Regions from separate parts of the Sus scrofa genome. Here region 2 is linked to region 1. A link is a contact called in public HiChIP or PLAC-seq data. All regions are on one chromosome and are shown on one strand. Each heading gives the region's core, a stretch centred on a gene start, on an enhancer-like site or on the middle of the called end of the contact. The rest is flanking DNA. Distances are from core to core; before and after follow the strand shown.

The links. HiChIP or PLAC-seq counts read pairs in DNA pulled down with a chosen protein or histone mark.
Region 2: a contact with region 1 is called in an H3K27ac HiChIP or PLAC-seq map of alveolar macrophages. The contact joins two enhancer-like sites. A contact is called at or near these places in 4 of 47 Hi-C or Micro-C datasets (alveolar macrophages, epiblast stem cells, liver and 1 more) and 1 of 2 datasets of contacts at active chromatin or transcription factors (alveolar macrophages).

The regions. Positions count from the first base shown.
Region 1 is chr1:223,704,225-223,707,895 of Sscrofa11.1, reverse strand. No RefSeq gene overlaps it. Among named protein-coding and RNA genes, the nearest start is that of KLF9, 42 kb to the left of the region's middle. Within about 2 kb of position 1,890, at least 3 of the 83 cell types and tissues checked have an H3K27ac peak or open chromatin away from gene starts, as enhancers often do. A contact at or near this core is called in alveolar macrophages and mesenteric adipose tissue, where this site is marked.
Region 2 is chr1:223,813,205-223,816,875 of Sscrofa11.1, reverse strand. No RefSeq gene overlaps it. Among named protein-coding and RNA genes, the nearest start is that of KLF9, 67 kb to the right of the region's middle. Within about 2 kb of position 2,050, at least 17 of the 83 cell types and tissues checked have an H3K27ac peak or open chromatin away from gene starts, as enhancers often do. A contact at or near this core is called in alveolar macrophages and mesenteric adipose tissue, where this site is marked.

The DNA.
Region 1 (3,671 bases), core at 641-3,140:
ACAGCCAGTCTATTGAGGATTGGAGGTGGGCTGTATTTAGGGGTGTGGAGGGGGGGCGGGGTCCAGCCAGAGTCCAAGTAGTGAGTTCATGGGTTGAAGATGTGGAGAGATTCTTAGCAGATGTTCATTGGTTAGAAGATAAGTCTTGGTTCTGTGAGTTGGCCATTAATGGGAAATCAGTCTCTCAGTTCTTAAAGTTTCCTTCTTCAGAGGGCACATTTGTGAGATTCTCCATCTCCCAACTTCCAGGTACATTGTAGACTGAATGCCTCTTAAAGCTTTCAACCAAGAATTCTACTGCAAATCTGGTAAATGTTTATATCACAAAGTTGACCCAAAAATGTTGGTCAAATAGCAAAACAATAAAAAAAAAATTTCAGATCTCTGAGTTCTCATTTTTTTAGACTGTGATATTTAGTTTATCTATTATAAATCAAAGAGCATTGCAGTGTTTCATTGACCAGTGGTTCTTTTGGGGACTATTTTCTCCAGAATGAGAGTGGGGGTGGGGGGGTGGGGGGAGGACTTGGATGGTAAGTTTAATGAATGTCTGGATTCCCTCCCAGACTTCATTGTTCCTCTCAATCTGAAATACTTGAGTTGTTTTAAATTGTTTATACCTATTCTGTTATGTAAGCAATACTTTAATTGTTTAAAATTTTTAATCTAGAATTCCCATTAAATTGCCCAAGAGCAAACTTGAATTCCTATTAAATTGCCCAAGAGCAAACTGGTAAACAAACAAACACTGCTTCCTACAGTCACTTCACAGATAAATAACATCTGTTCATTCCAGGGAGCTTTTACAATTTTTTTTTTTTAATTTTAAGCTACCACTTTATTCTCGTAAGTGCTGAATTTTTTTTTTTCATTCAGGGATGCCACTTGCCTGTTTGTCAACACATTCTACATTTTCTATTGGATATTTCTCTCACATTTAAGTAGCTTTAGTAGGTTTTCTTCAAAACAGTAAACCCCAAACCTCTAATCGGATGATCAATTCTTACAACATATTCCTGAAAAAAAAAATTTATTAGCCTCAGAGTGTAAAAGCAACATGTGAGAAGCATTGCATAAATTATTTATCATTAAATTAATCTTCTATAGAGAGAAGTTTAGAAAGAACCTAAATGTCCATCACATAGCCTCAATTAAATAAACTATGACAAATTTAGAAAATGGAATAAAATTTGCTGTTAAAAAGAATGACATAGAACTTATGTATGATATGGGACACTTCTCAGGATAAATATTGTGAATAGCATTATTCATTCATTCAATTATTTATTGCACATCTACTAAATACCAGATACTGTCTGAACAGTGGGGACACAGAATTTAAAGTAGGCAAGGTCTCTGATTCTCATGTCTACCTTAGTATAGCATGTTTCTATTTGTGATGGTTTTTTAAGTGTCTCTTTAAGTATACACAAAATTTAAAAATTTGCTTATATGTGTATATATATATATATATACACACACACACATGCTTATATATATATATATATATATACACACACACATTTATAATAAGTATATATATAAAATGTTTGCTTTGCTGTCTTCTGGAAATGTAGCTAATAAAGTGTTTCAGTAATTGCCTCTGGGGAAAGGGAGGGGAGTCTGAGGTAAGAGGGAGCCTTCCTTATCTACCATTTGTGTATTATACACATATATTTCTTTCTTTCTTTTTACATTTTCAATTGAAAATACATTACCTTTAAAATGCAACTTTCCAGTATTTGTATAGGCAGTATTTGTAACCTTCACTTTAAATATGTAACTTTCACTTTAAATATATCACCATTATTTGTTAAGGTAGAAGAGTCATTGCTGGTTGAAAAATTGCAAAATCATGACTGGAAGTATTCATTTCCCAATAGATCTGTCTGCTTCTCTATGACACATGTCTGGTTTTGATAGTACTTGTGGAAGTGAATAGAGTACATGATAGGAACTGGAGCAAGAGGCAACCGAAAGTAGAAAAACATACACAGAAGAAAGGGGGAATAATAGTAATAAAAATAAGGAAGAACAAATAAAGAAGGGGCTGGTGAGAAGGTTTGGTCTACACTAAGAAAACAAAGGGAAGAGATCAGGAAATACACTGAGTTCAAGGGAATTAAAGAGTCAGCATTAGAACAGTGGTGAGGCAGGTCAAGCAACTTCTAGGTACCAAATATTATAAGGCAGCAAACACAGAAGGCAACTCAAGAGAGATTAAAAAAAAAAAAAAAAAAAAAAAGGATTCCTTCAACACAAGGTGCTGTGAAGGCTCTGCAGGAACAGAATGGATCCCCCCACCCCAACTATGGTTCAGACACCCAGGCTAACGATGCCTCACTGCACCAAGAGGTATGAAAAATTTATTATTCATAAAATAGGAGTAGGACTCATATAGAGAGAGTAGGCTCCCAAGTTTATCCAAAATTGGCTTGAGTGCAAGAAGGGGAGAGTAGCATGGGCTTTTACATGGTTAGGGGTGAGGTTGGGTTGAGGGTTCCTGCAGGTGGGCAGAGACCTATGAGGTTTAAACCACCCACATGGAAGGACGGGGTACCTGAACTCTCCATGTGTTATCTCATTTAATCCTTGCCCAGATGTGTGGCACAGGCAGAAGAGGCTTACAAACCACAGAAGTCAAATGTCAACAACCAAGTCAGACTCTACTTCACAAGGGCCAATGAATTTAGAGTCATTTTCCATTATGCCATTTCCATGTGAAAAAGATAGAAGGGAGAAGAAAATTCTGAATTTCTGTTGCTCTATGTTTTAAGACTGGTAAGGAGGAAGTATGGCTCTGGAGAGAAAAATACCCAATTGACAAAGATAAAGTATGACAAAGGCTTGGGAAAGATGAAAAAAATGAATTCAAAATGCCAGGTAATCCTGAAGATGATTTAAGGAGTCAATGAATTGGCAGGCAAGGTTGCTACAATGTCAGAAAATGGCTATAGAAATTGAAGTGTGAGGCAAGCATGGGAGCTCATAGGAAAGATTTTTGTACAAAAAGGCTTTTCATATCAGTATTAATTTTTTTGTATCCATTTTGCTTGGCAAATATTTGAGGTGATAAGACCAATATCAAATCAAAGTTAGAAAATACATCTTAAAAAGAACAAGGAAAATATGATCCCCTCCAGAAGAAGTCGAGGGAGATCAGTCAGATACAAAAATTGAATACAAAGGCAGTCAGAAAAGCAAGGCTTGGTCTCTGAAACAAGATAGGCTCAAATCTCAGCCCTGCCACTTACTGTGTAACTCTGAGTAAATAAGAGACCTGATATTCATAAGCCTTAAAGTTACCTTCTCTACAAGCTGCAGATGATACCAGGACTTACACAATGCCTGTATGGTTAAATAATATAGTATATCTAACTTATTGAGCACAGAGTCTGGAGTTCATTGTTTGTATTAATATATTAATATAAAAAGATTTTGAGAGTACTTGACAAAAATGGAGGAGTGAGGGTGGCTCTGTCTTGGAACATGTGTTATCTCATTTAATCCCTGCAACAACTCTGGGAGGTAGATACCATTTCTATCTCCACTTTACAGATGCTGAAATAGAAACAGAGGTGTTCTGTCACTGGTCCAAGGTAGGCATTGAAGGCAGCATCTACGTACAGGCTGCCTTCATGGCTCCAAATCCTCCAGGCTGTCTTATACCA
Region 2 (3,671 bases), core at 801-3,300, 110 kb before region 1:
CCCAGTCTCCCCATCTCTTAGCTGGGTAGCCATGGTTCTCTCTCCTCTAAGAAGGAATAATTATACCCACCTTGGAGAATTGTGATAAGGAAAACCAAAATCTATTTGGCAAGCACTTAACTTGTAAAGTACTAATGACACGTTTGTCGTTACTAACCCTCATGTTTTACAGCCCATGGAGGTATCTGAAAGCAATGCCCAGCGTGTATTGAGTGCATGCTGATCCCACATCTTCCCTCTTGGGGATTTAATGTGTTCGTGGGCATGCTGCAGGCCTGAGAAGTCCTACAAATAAAATGCTCTGTTTAGCTTGTTTTCACTCAGCATTTCCAGACTTACTGCACTACAGATCCTACTTTCTTTTTATATGACCCCTATTCCATGATCCATGTGGGGGTGAATATTAACCTAGTGTTCTCCATTGGGGGCATTTTGGCCCATTTCCCCAAGCCCCAGACATAAAGCACTATCTGAACGCACTCCTGGTTGTCACAACTGGGGTGAGCGATGTTCCTGTCATTTGATGCACAGAGGCCCAGGGTGTCGCTAAAGATCTTGCAGTGTGCAGGACAGCTGCACCCTGTCCCCCAGCAAAGAATTCCCAGAATGCCGGTAATGCCAATGTTAAGAAATCCTAAATTGGGAGTTCTCGTTGTGGCTCAGTGGTTAACGAACACGACTAGCATCCATGAGGACTCGGGTTCGATCCCTGGCGTCACTCAGTGGGTTAAGAATTCAGCATTGCTGTGAGCTGTGGTGTAGGTTGTAGACGCGGCTGGGATCCCAAATTGCTGTGGCTGTGGCTGTTGCTGTGGCATAGGCTGGCGGCTACAGCTACAATTGAACCCCTAGCATGGACCCTCCATATGCTGTGGGTGTGGCCCTAAAATGACCAAAAAAAAAAAAAAAAAAAAGAAATCCTAAATTGGAATTCCCGCTGTGGCAGTTTGTCTCTGTGGTGGTGCCAGATTGATCCCTGGCCTGGGAACTTCCATACGTTGCTGGTGAGGCCAGAAAAAAAGAAAGAAACCGTAAATTAACCCCTTCTTTAAAATATTTATATTTCCAATCTACCTATTCTTTCAGGGCTAATGGGCTGGAAATACACTACCCTCTATGAGCCAAAAAATCTTTTCTGCTCTCCTTTCTTATTGAGGAGGCCTAGTTTACATATCTATAGTGCTCCAGGACTTAAGGAAAAATCCACTGGCCCAGGCCTCACCTTGCTGACTCATTAAATCTCCTATCCGTGCAGTGCATTCGGTCTGCAGTCCTGATTACACAGCTGTTCTGCGTGTCAGGGCTGTCCCTGCCACCTTCCCTGCTTCTCTCATGGCAGCTGCATCTTCTCCGAGGCAGGAGAAGGTCTTTCGGGAGTAAAGGACCAGATCCACAGCCAGCGCTCCAGACAAGCGGGAGCCTTGCCTCCCTCTCTGCTTCCTACCAGAGACCTCTGATACACCTCCCAGGCCACAATCAAGAGGTCCCACTGCGGTGCAAAGCGATCAGAGGTGTCTTGGGAGCACTAGAATGCAGGTTTGATCCCTGCCTGGCACAGTGGTTTAAAGATTCAGCGTTGCTGCAGCTGTGGCTTAGGTTGCAACTGAAGCTCTGATCTGATCCCTGACCTGGGAACTCCATATGTGGCAGGGTGGCCAAAATAGAAAAGCAAAGGAAAAAAGACAAAAGAGCCAGAAAATGTCACCTCCTCATTACAGTTTGGGGGCATGTCTTTCTATGTGTAATGCATACAAATTCTTTCTATGTGTAATGAGGAAGGAGGCCTAGTTGGCTAGTCAGGGGCCCATGATGTAACGTTCTTTCCTTTCCTGTGACGAAATGTAACTTCCCTTTTTCAACTCCCCCATGCTCAGCGGCAGGAATTTAATCTCAGTTAAGGATTCCTAGAGATTCTCATTTTCTCAGAACTCCCCAGGATTTCAGGGGTACGAGTCGCCAGGTTCTTCGTGTCATCGTCTACCACACAGGCCTCATGGGGGGGCTCCCCATACTGTCTTCCGCTATGTTGTTGTGGTTTGTCTGGTGATCACTGGCTCTCCAGGTTTCATTCATGCCACCCTCGGAAGCACAGGGCCCAGTCTGCAGTTCTCACACTACCCTGAGTTTAGAGAAACTCAGAGTTTAGGGGAAGACCTTCACATTCCATACCATGCTGGTCACTCCTCCCTGCTCCGACTTCCACTCAAGAAGAGCTTTTCCCTGTTTGTCTGTTTTCTTTCTTTTTGCTATTCATCATGTATTCTCAAGGCTCTGAATCCCCTTGTTCATGCTTTTGAAACTCCAAAGCTTGAGCTTTTCTCTTTTTTTTCTTTCTGCAATTTACCACCTCTGCCAGGAGTTTCAAAAGTCTGTTTCTACTTGACCCTTAGCTCTCCCAGCACCAGCCCCCCTGTATTTTTGCTGAGTCATTCATTCACCAAGAGACTAGAAGCAGAATGTCCTTATCCCGAAATCAGGGAAGGCCTAGGATTTACAAGGAAATGAGGGGGAAATCTTTGGTTAAATCTCAAAATACAGTTATCCCTCAGTTGTGAGCCCCTGCCATTTGTGGGTCCACTTTAGTGGCCTATGCATGTCTTTTTGTATCCAATCTCAACAAAGTTTAAAGTTTCACTCTTTGGAAGAGCTGGGTGCGGAGGTAACAGATTTCATCTCACCTGCTAAATTCAGTTGACTGGTAGGGGCCGTCTGGAGTAGTGTTGAAAAGATTTTTTGAGGACTCTGTTGGGCGCATTGGACAAAAATGGACTAGTCACATCTGCCACGGGTGAGGGAGGAGAGATGTGATAGCATGTGTGCCAAGAACTAGCCATCACCAACTTACTCTTTATCTCCTTTCTCAGTTACCTTTCTCGGTTCATAGAAGTAAGGTTGTTAGAAGGCTTGATGGAAGCCTAGGATGAGACAGAACTCCAAGTCGAAATGATATTTGGCTAAAAGGCAGGATCATCCCAGGACCAACTGAGAATGGGACATGGGCAGGAGAAAGGGTCCCCAGCATACTGTCCCTCCTTCTCCCCAGTTCCCAGTCCTGTCCTCAGGGAAGGAAGTCAGAATTTATGGGGTTCATACCCTCTGGGGTGAAGCACAAACACTTTGATTATACAAACTAATTATGCCATGGGTGCTAAGAGCCACTGATGGTTTCTGAGTGGAGGAATAACAAGACAAGACAGGGCCTTTAGTGAAATGGATCTAGTGGCCACAGACAGAGTGGATGGAGGGGAAGGTTTAGAGGAAGAGGCCTCTTTGGAGAGTCGCTAGGGTGGTCCAGGTGAGAAGTCTTCATGAAAGGGCATGAGTGAAAAGATCATGTTTAGACAACAGAGGGCAGCAAACCACCCTCACCTGGATGCAAGCCAAATCCCAGGTCTTAGAGAAGCTGAGTATCTGGAACTTTCTTGATACCACCTTGTGCCTTTAGCCCCTGCCTTCAGTTTTAGGAGAGCAAGGGATTTTCAAAAGTGCCTCAAAACAGAATGCTGCCAGCCTGGTCTGAGGAAGGGAGGCCTAGTTGGCTAGTCAGGGGCCCTAAAAGGAGGCAGGAGGCCCCTGGCCCTTGCAGGCTCCAGGACAGCAGACATGGGTCAAGTCCACTTCCAAGTGCCTTCATGGCCAAGGGCAACTTCTGGTCCAGGGGAGGCTCTAGG